2 separate regions of the Sus scrofa genome follow, and region 2 is linked to region 1. A link is a contact called in public Hi-C data. All regions are on one chromosome and are shown on one strand. The core of a region is the stretch at or near the end of the contact, and the rest is flanking DNA. Distances in the headings are between cores, read along the strand shown. Region 1 overlaps TRPM8 (transient receptor potential cation channel subfamily M member 8). Region 2 holds the start of SPP2 (secreted phosphoprotein 2).

Region 1 (3,142 bases), core at 195-2,694:
CAGAAGTCAGCGATGGCGGGATGGGCCCCGCAGTCATATTTGGGATGGAAGACGAAAGGGTCGAGAATCTTGGCAGCTCTGTTTTGTGTGACCCCCTTGCCCCTCCTGGGGTCCATGAGGGCAGAAGTTGGGGCCTTTGGATTTCAGTCACTGACGGGAGGGTGTGCTCCCTGGCCTTTTATCCCACTTATCCCACTTGTTTTTGTCTTTTTGCCATTTCTAGGGCCATTCTCTTGGCATATGGAGGTTCCCAGGCTAGGGGTCCAATTGGAGCTGTTGCTGCCGGCCTACGCCAGAGTCACAGCAACACAGGATCCAAGCTGCGTCTCTGCACCCTCACCATGGCTCACGGCAACGCTGGATCCTTAACCCACTGAGCAAGGCCAGGGATCGAACCCAAAACCTCATGGTTCCTAGTCAGATTCGTTAACCACTGAGCCACGACGGGAACTCCTTTTATCCCATTCCCCGGCTCCTGGCTGTTGCCATGCTTTTGGTTATTTTTTGATTTTTTTGCTCTTTTGGGGCCACACCTGCAGCATGTGGAGGTGCCCAGGCTAGGGGTTGAATTGGAGCTGAAGCTGCCAGCCTCTACCACAGCCGCAGCCATGCTAGATCTGAGCCATTTGCAACCTACACCGCAGCTCACAGCAACGCCGGATCCGTCACCCACGGAGTGAGGCCAGGGATGGAACCCGAGTCCTCACGGATGCCAGTTGGGTTTGTTACCACTGTGCCACAATAGGAACTCCTTGTTTTTTTCAAGAGTACCACTTTGAAATATTTTGTTAGCGTCTCACAAATTCTGTTCCCCTTCTTCCCACAGGCTCCATCCTTCCAACAGAACCTCTCTCTACTCCGGACGCGTGATTTTTTGCCTGGACTACATCATATTCACGCTAAGGTTGATCCACATTTTCACTGTCAGCAGAAACTTAGGACCCAAGATTATCATGTTGCAGAGGATGGTAAGAATGAGGAATATTTGTAGTTGTCCTTCTTCCGGTTGTACCCAGGTTCCTCTCACTGTCCTGACGGGATTTTGTCTGCAGAGTGACGGCTGCATTTCACCATCGGTCGGGTTTGCTCTCTCCGATGTGTTTTCATCGGGGCCCCTTCCAGTTAAAATTTAACACAGGATGACTGTCAGGAGCAAAGAGCATAAGTCTGTTCATTTCTGAGAACGATCTTTATTTAGATTTGACACTCAGAGCCCAGGCAGTGTAGGGACTTTTATACCCATTTTATAGATTTGGACTATCGGGTTCAAGGAGGCTAATATGTTTGTCTGGAGACACGCAGTGAGCCAGAGGTAGAGCGAGGACTGGAGCTTTAGCTTTCTAACCAAGTGGAACGGACGTCAGGAAAGCGCTACCAGACCCGTCTCATGGGGGGTGATAATTACACACCGGTGATGTGGCTTCTTTCAGCTTGTTTTCCACGTGACTCATACCTCTCGTGCCTCTGTCTTCAAATCAGATGGGCATTTGGATGAGCTCATCTGGAGGTTTCTTTTCCAAGGCTGAGCTCCGGTTTGTGGTTTTAATTCAAAGCGTATCTGGGGCATCGAGTCACCATGAGGTCATGCTCTGTGCGCAGAACCTTAGAAAAGATGAAACTGTGCATTCCTGTCTAACAAGGAGAGCTTTTGCTTTGCCTTAGGGAAAGAAACAATGCAGGCATGACTGAGGGGTCTGCAGAACTGGAGAGAGGGAGGGGCTCCAGGCTGGTCTCATTCAGAACATCTCTGCTACTGAACTGGTTTGGGGACCTGGGAGCAAAAATGCGCCTGTCAGTTTTCATGCTGGGAGACAGACGCCTGGAGACCTGAGGGTGATGATGGCCATTTTTAAAAATTAATGAGCGAATGTTGGGCGACTTAGGTCCCAGGGCTCCAGAGCCTCTGAGCTCCCCTGTGGTCGGCGGAGTGGGGGAGCAGCCACGGCATAGTCCTGACCCTGCTCTCCTGTCCTCTCGTCACAGTTGATCGACGTGTTCTTCTTCCTGTTCCTCTTCGCTGTCTGGATGGTGGCCTTCGGTGTGGCCAGGCAAGGAATCCTCAGGCAGAATGAGCACCGCTGGAGGTGGATCTTCCGCTCGGTCATCTACGAGCCCTATCTGGCCATGTTCGGCCAAGTGCCCAGTGACGTGGACGGTGAGCCTGACATGGCCCCAGGTGGGGACAGCTGGGAGGGGGCAGTTGCTTCCAGAACCAGGGCTCCCTGCTCTGGCTCTGGGGGTCATCTTAGAAGCACATGGCTGGAGTGTGACCAACACTAGGCAGTGGACACGAACTGTCAAAGCCTTTCTTTCTCCTGAGCTTCTGTCTGTCTACCTTGCAAGCTTAGGCCCAACATTTCAGACTGCTTTTTTTTTTTTTTTTCTTTTTAAAATTTTTTTTAATTTTAATTTTAATTGTCTTAGGGCCACATGTGTGGCATATGGAAGTTCCCAGGCTAGGGGTCAGTTGGATGCAGCTACCAGCCTATGCCACAGTCACAGCAACGCAGGGTCCAAGCTGCGTCTGTGACCTACACCACAGCTCACAGCAACACCAGATCCTTAACCCACTGATTGAGGCCAGGGATCAAACCTGTGTCCTCATGGATACCAGCCAGGTTCATTACCACGGAGCCATGACGGGAACTCCCCAGAGCAATCCCTTTTTTTTTTTTTTAATTTTTTCTTTCTACTTTATTATTTTTTTTATTACTTAATGAATTTATTACATTTATAGTTGTGCAAAGAGCAATCCTTGAATAAAGAGACTCTGACGTGTCACTCCTCTGTGTAAAGCAGTCTAAGGGCTACCCCTTGCCTTTAGTATAAAGATAAAAAATTAACATGTCTGGAGTTCCCGTCGTGGCGCAGTGGTTAACAAATCCGACTAGGAACCATGAGGTTGCGGGTTCGGTCCCTGCCCTTGCTCAGTGGGTTAACGATCCGGCGTTGCCGTGAGCTGTGGTGTAGGTTGCAGACGCGGCTCGGATCCCGCGTTGCTGTGGCTCTGGCGTAGGCTGGTGGCTACAGCTCCGGTTGGACCCCTAGCCTGGGAACCTCCATATGCCGTGGGAGTGGCCCAAGAAATAGCAAAAAAAAAGACAAAAAAAAAAAAAAATTAACGTGTCTGGTCACCGTGCAT
Region 2 (3,452 bases), core at 357-2,856, 48 kb after region 1:
GTTCCCTGGACCACTTGCCTATTACATAGCAGCTACTAAAAAATATTTATCGAATTGAATTCTTACTAGCAGTTACCATTTATCGAGCAATTCATTTGCCAAGTGTTCTTCCAAGGGCTTGTGATTTAATTTTTATATGATGGTTCATTTTATGTGTCAGCTTGGCTCTGGTGCCCAGATATTTGGCCAAGCATTATTGTGGATGTTTCTGTGATAATTTTTAGGAGAGATTAACTTGTAAGTCAGTGGATGCTGAGGAAACAGATTATTCTCCTTATTATGGGTGGGCCGCATCCAGTCAGTTGAAGACTTGACTATACAAAGACTGACCTCCCCAGCAGGAAGGCATTGTGGCAGTAAATGGCCTTTGGACTCAACCTGCAACTCTTTCTTGGGAATCCAGCCTTCCAACCCATCTGAAGATTTTGAACTTGCCGTGCCGTGCCGTCGCACAAACTGAATCCTTGAAAGCAATCTCTCTCTGTCTCTCTGTGCCTCTCTGACTAATAGTTCATCTTTACATTGAACCATTTATGCTCACCTTATCGGTGAGGAAGTTGAGGTTCAGAGGCATTGAGGATGATGCCCACAGATATACCCCTGACAAAGGTAGAGCCAGGATTCTGGTCCAGGTGTTTCTGAATCCTAGAACAAGTCAGCTTCTTACACATGAATTCAAAGAATGAGACCACCATGAGCTGTATGTCACACAACCTGTATTTACTGTAAAGCATCTCTTCTTCTTAATGATTCATAAACTACCTTCAGCTCTTACAGCGCATGAGAATCATCAGTATGCAAACATCTCATTATCCAGGTGAGGTGCAAAAATATCCATTAGCAGAGAAGGTTGGTGGGCAGGAGCTGTGTCACCACTGTTGACTGCAGATGATCTTGGTTGGCGTTTTTAGTTCCTACAGAGTAAAGTCTCTCCTTTATAATCATAATTTCCAGTAAGATCGTGAAATAACCACACAGTGTTTGCAAACAGCCAACTGCGAAATCTTTAGGAGCATGGAAGGGAACTAAGTGGATGACAATTTGAAATTAAGTATTTTGCGGAAACAAACTCACAAACATAGAGAAGAGACTGCGGTTGTCAAGAGCAAGAATGGGGGAGGGATGGATTTGGGAGTCCGGTATTAGTGGATGCAAGCTATTGGGTAAACAGCAAGGCTACTGAATAGCACGGGGAACTATATTCAACATCCTGTGATGAACCATAACGGAAAAGAATGTGAAAAATGATACCTGTATGTGTTTAACTGAATCACTTAGCGGTCCAGCAGAAATTCACACATTGTCAAGCAACCATATTTCAATAAAATAAATTTAAAAAATTATCTGTTTCGTTGAAAGTAAGATGACACTCCCTCCTTCTAAGACAAAATGAAATAAAGGGAACTAGGCCGTCCATGTGAATGAAATTAAAATAGAGAAAAACAAATAGTGCCCATGGAATCCTGCCTCTTGGCTGCTGTCTGGCTGCAGGTTAAAGTCCCGTGGTGAGGTTGAAATTTCAAAAGTGGCCCCAAACTGGACCTTTCCACAGGAAGAGCCAGCAGAAAATATTGACTCTTCGGGATCAATTATTTCTGCTAAGGCTGCCGTCTGCTCCAGTCAGAGAGAGAGAGCAAGCCAGGTCACATTTGATAAAGAGCTGTTTTCAGGGCGACTTGTGGCCCCCAAAGGCACAGGGACGGTCTCCCTGGCTCTGAACTGAAGCTGTTCTTCCCAACATGGAGAAGAGGGCGATGAGGATGTTGGCGATGTTTGTCCTGGGAACGAGCTTCTGGTCCTGTGCAGGTAAGGGGCTCAGAGACAGGGCCACCTGCACCTAGTGATGTGGAGCTGCCCCACCCGTGTGCCCTGTCTCACCGTGTCCCCGCGTGCTTGGGCGTCCAGGTTTTCCCGTGTATGACTACGACCCATCTTCCCTGAGGGAGGCTGTCGGCGCCTCCGTGGCCAAAGTGAATTCCCAGTCGCTGAGCCCCTATCTGTTTCGGGCCTTCAGGAGCTCACTAAAAAGGGTAAGTGCCCCTTTTGTCTTCTCTAATCCTCTTTATTCTTCCTTCTGGTTTTCTTTCTTTTGTCATTTTGGGTGTACGAAATTTCTTTTTGGTCTTTTTGGGGCCTCACCCTTGACATATGGAGGTTCCCAGGCTAGGGGTCTAGTTGGAGCTGCAGCCACTGGCCTACACCACAGACACGGCAACACCAGATCCGAGCTGCATCTGTGACCTATATACCACAGCTCACAGCAACGCCAGATCCTTAACCCACTGAGCGAGGCCAGGAATCAAACTCACATCCTCATGGATACTAGTCAGATTCATTTCCACTGAGCCTCGATGGGAAAACCTGGGGGGTACAAAAATACTTAAATTTCAACTGAAAATGTTTCCAGTTTAAAATGAAGTTAAAGTTTTCCAGTTTAAATTTAATTTTTCATGGAAAAAATTTCCAGTTTAAACCGATAGTAGCTGCTCAGCTCCCTCACACTGTTTTGTTTTTTTGTTTGTTTGTTTGTTTTGATAGAGAAAGGATTTAATTGCTATTATTGTCATAAAGCTTTCAGAGCTCCTTTGCAAGCCTGATTCTTCTGCCGTTTTCTTCCCTCTGGCCTCATTTCCTATTTCCAGATGTTACCCTCCGCATATCCTGCTTCTGTACCCAAAGTCTCCATGGTTCCTCTTAAGATGTTTTATTAAAAACTGCCTATTTATTAGAAATAAGGCTTTTTCAAGTTCAGTGGTTCTGCTCCTAATACTTAGAGGAAATAAATTCTGGCTTTTGAGCCAAAGAAAGCCCCTTTCCTTTGTCAGTTTGGTAATAGTCTGTTTCCTGTTATCTTTGGGAAATGGAAAAAGATGAATTTTCATGGGCTTCCAATGACTACGGCTGTGATTGCCAAAGAAAGAGACAGAAACATCCTTCAAAGGAAATGAGAAACGAAGCAGCAGTTGGCCTCCCTCTTAGCTGGGCCCCAAGTGATTTCACTGCTTGTTCATCATCCTGTGTAAGGTGGGAGCAGAAATACCTGCCAGCGAGTTTAGGTTAAGATGGGAGGTGAGCAGGTTCTAGAAAGTTCCAGGTCCTATGAATTAGAACTCGTTGCAGCCAGGATGCCTGGAAACTTGGAACCACATGGACACGGCCAGGGGTCCAGGCAGCAGCTGCTTCCTCGCAGAGGCCCAAAGGCTGGATTCCTCTCCACCTGGTGCTTGTCTCTCCCATCCCTGCTGGGTGCCACCCTAGGGTGCAACTTGTTTGCTCCCTCTCCTTCTCCTCCTGTGAAGGTCACACAGGTCACGGCTTCTTAGATCCAGTCCATATAGTGCATTCATTTTGACCCTTCCTTTTCAGAAACTGGCCCCATTTCTCCCATCCAGATTCCCAGGAAATTAATCGAATTGTCCCAGTTATCTTTTCTAATTGGGCCATAGGTCACG

What was found. Hi-C and Micro-C count contacts between places; a contact is called where the count stands out from the background.
Region 2: a Hi-C map of liver shows a contact between it and region 1, with 7 times the contacts expected there. The contact joins the promoter of SPP2 here to the enhancer-like site in region 1. A contact is called at or near these places in 1 of 5 promoter capture datasets (liver) and 7 of 47 Hi-C or Micro-C datasets (fetal liver, liver and skeletal muscle).

The regions. Positions count from the first base shown.
Region 1 is chr15:134,233,522-134,236,663 of Sscrofa11.1, forward strand. TRPM8 (transient receptor potential cation channel subfamily M member 8) reads left to right here. Exons shown (of 28, transcript XM_021074741.1): 21 at 827-968; 22 at 1,984-2,155. Among named protein-coding and RNA genes, the nearest start is that of SPP2, 48 kb to the right of the region's middle. Within about 2 kb of position 1,445, at least 12 of the 83 cell types and tissues checked have an H3K27ac peak or open chromatin away from gene starts, as enhancers often do. A contact at or near this core is called in liver, where this site is marked.
Region 2 is chr15:134,281,180-134,284,631 of Sscrofa11.1, forward strand. It overlaps SPP2 (secreted phosphoprotein 2), which reads left to right and starts at 1,607. Exons shown (of 8, transcript NM_213780.1): 1 at 1,607-1,806; 2 at 1,906-2,030. The coding sequence starts at 1,740.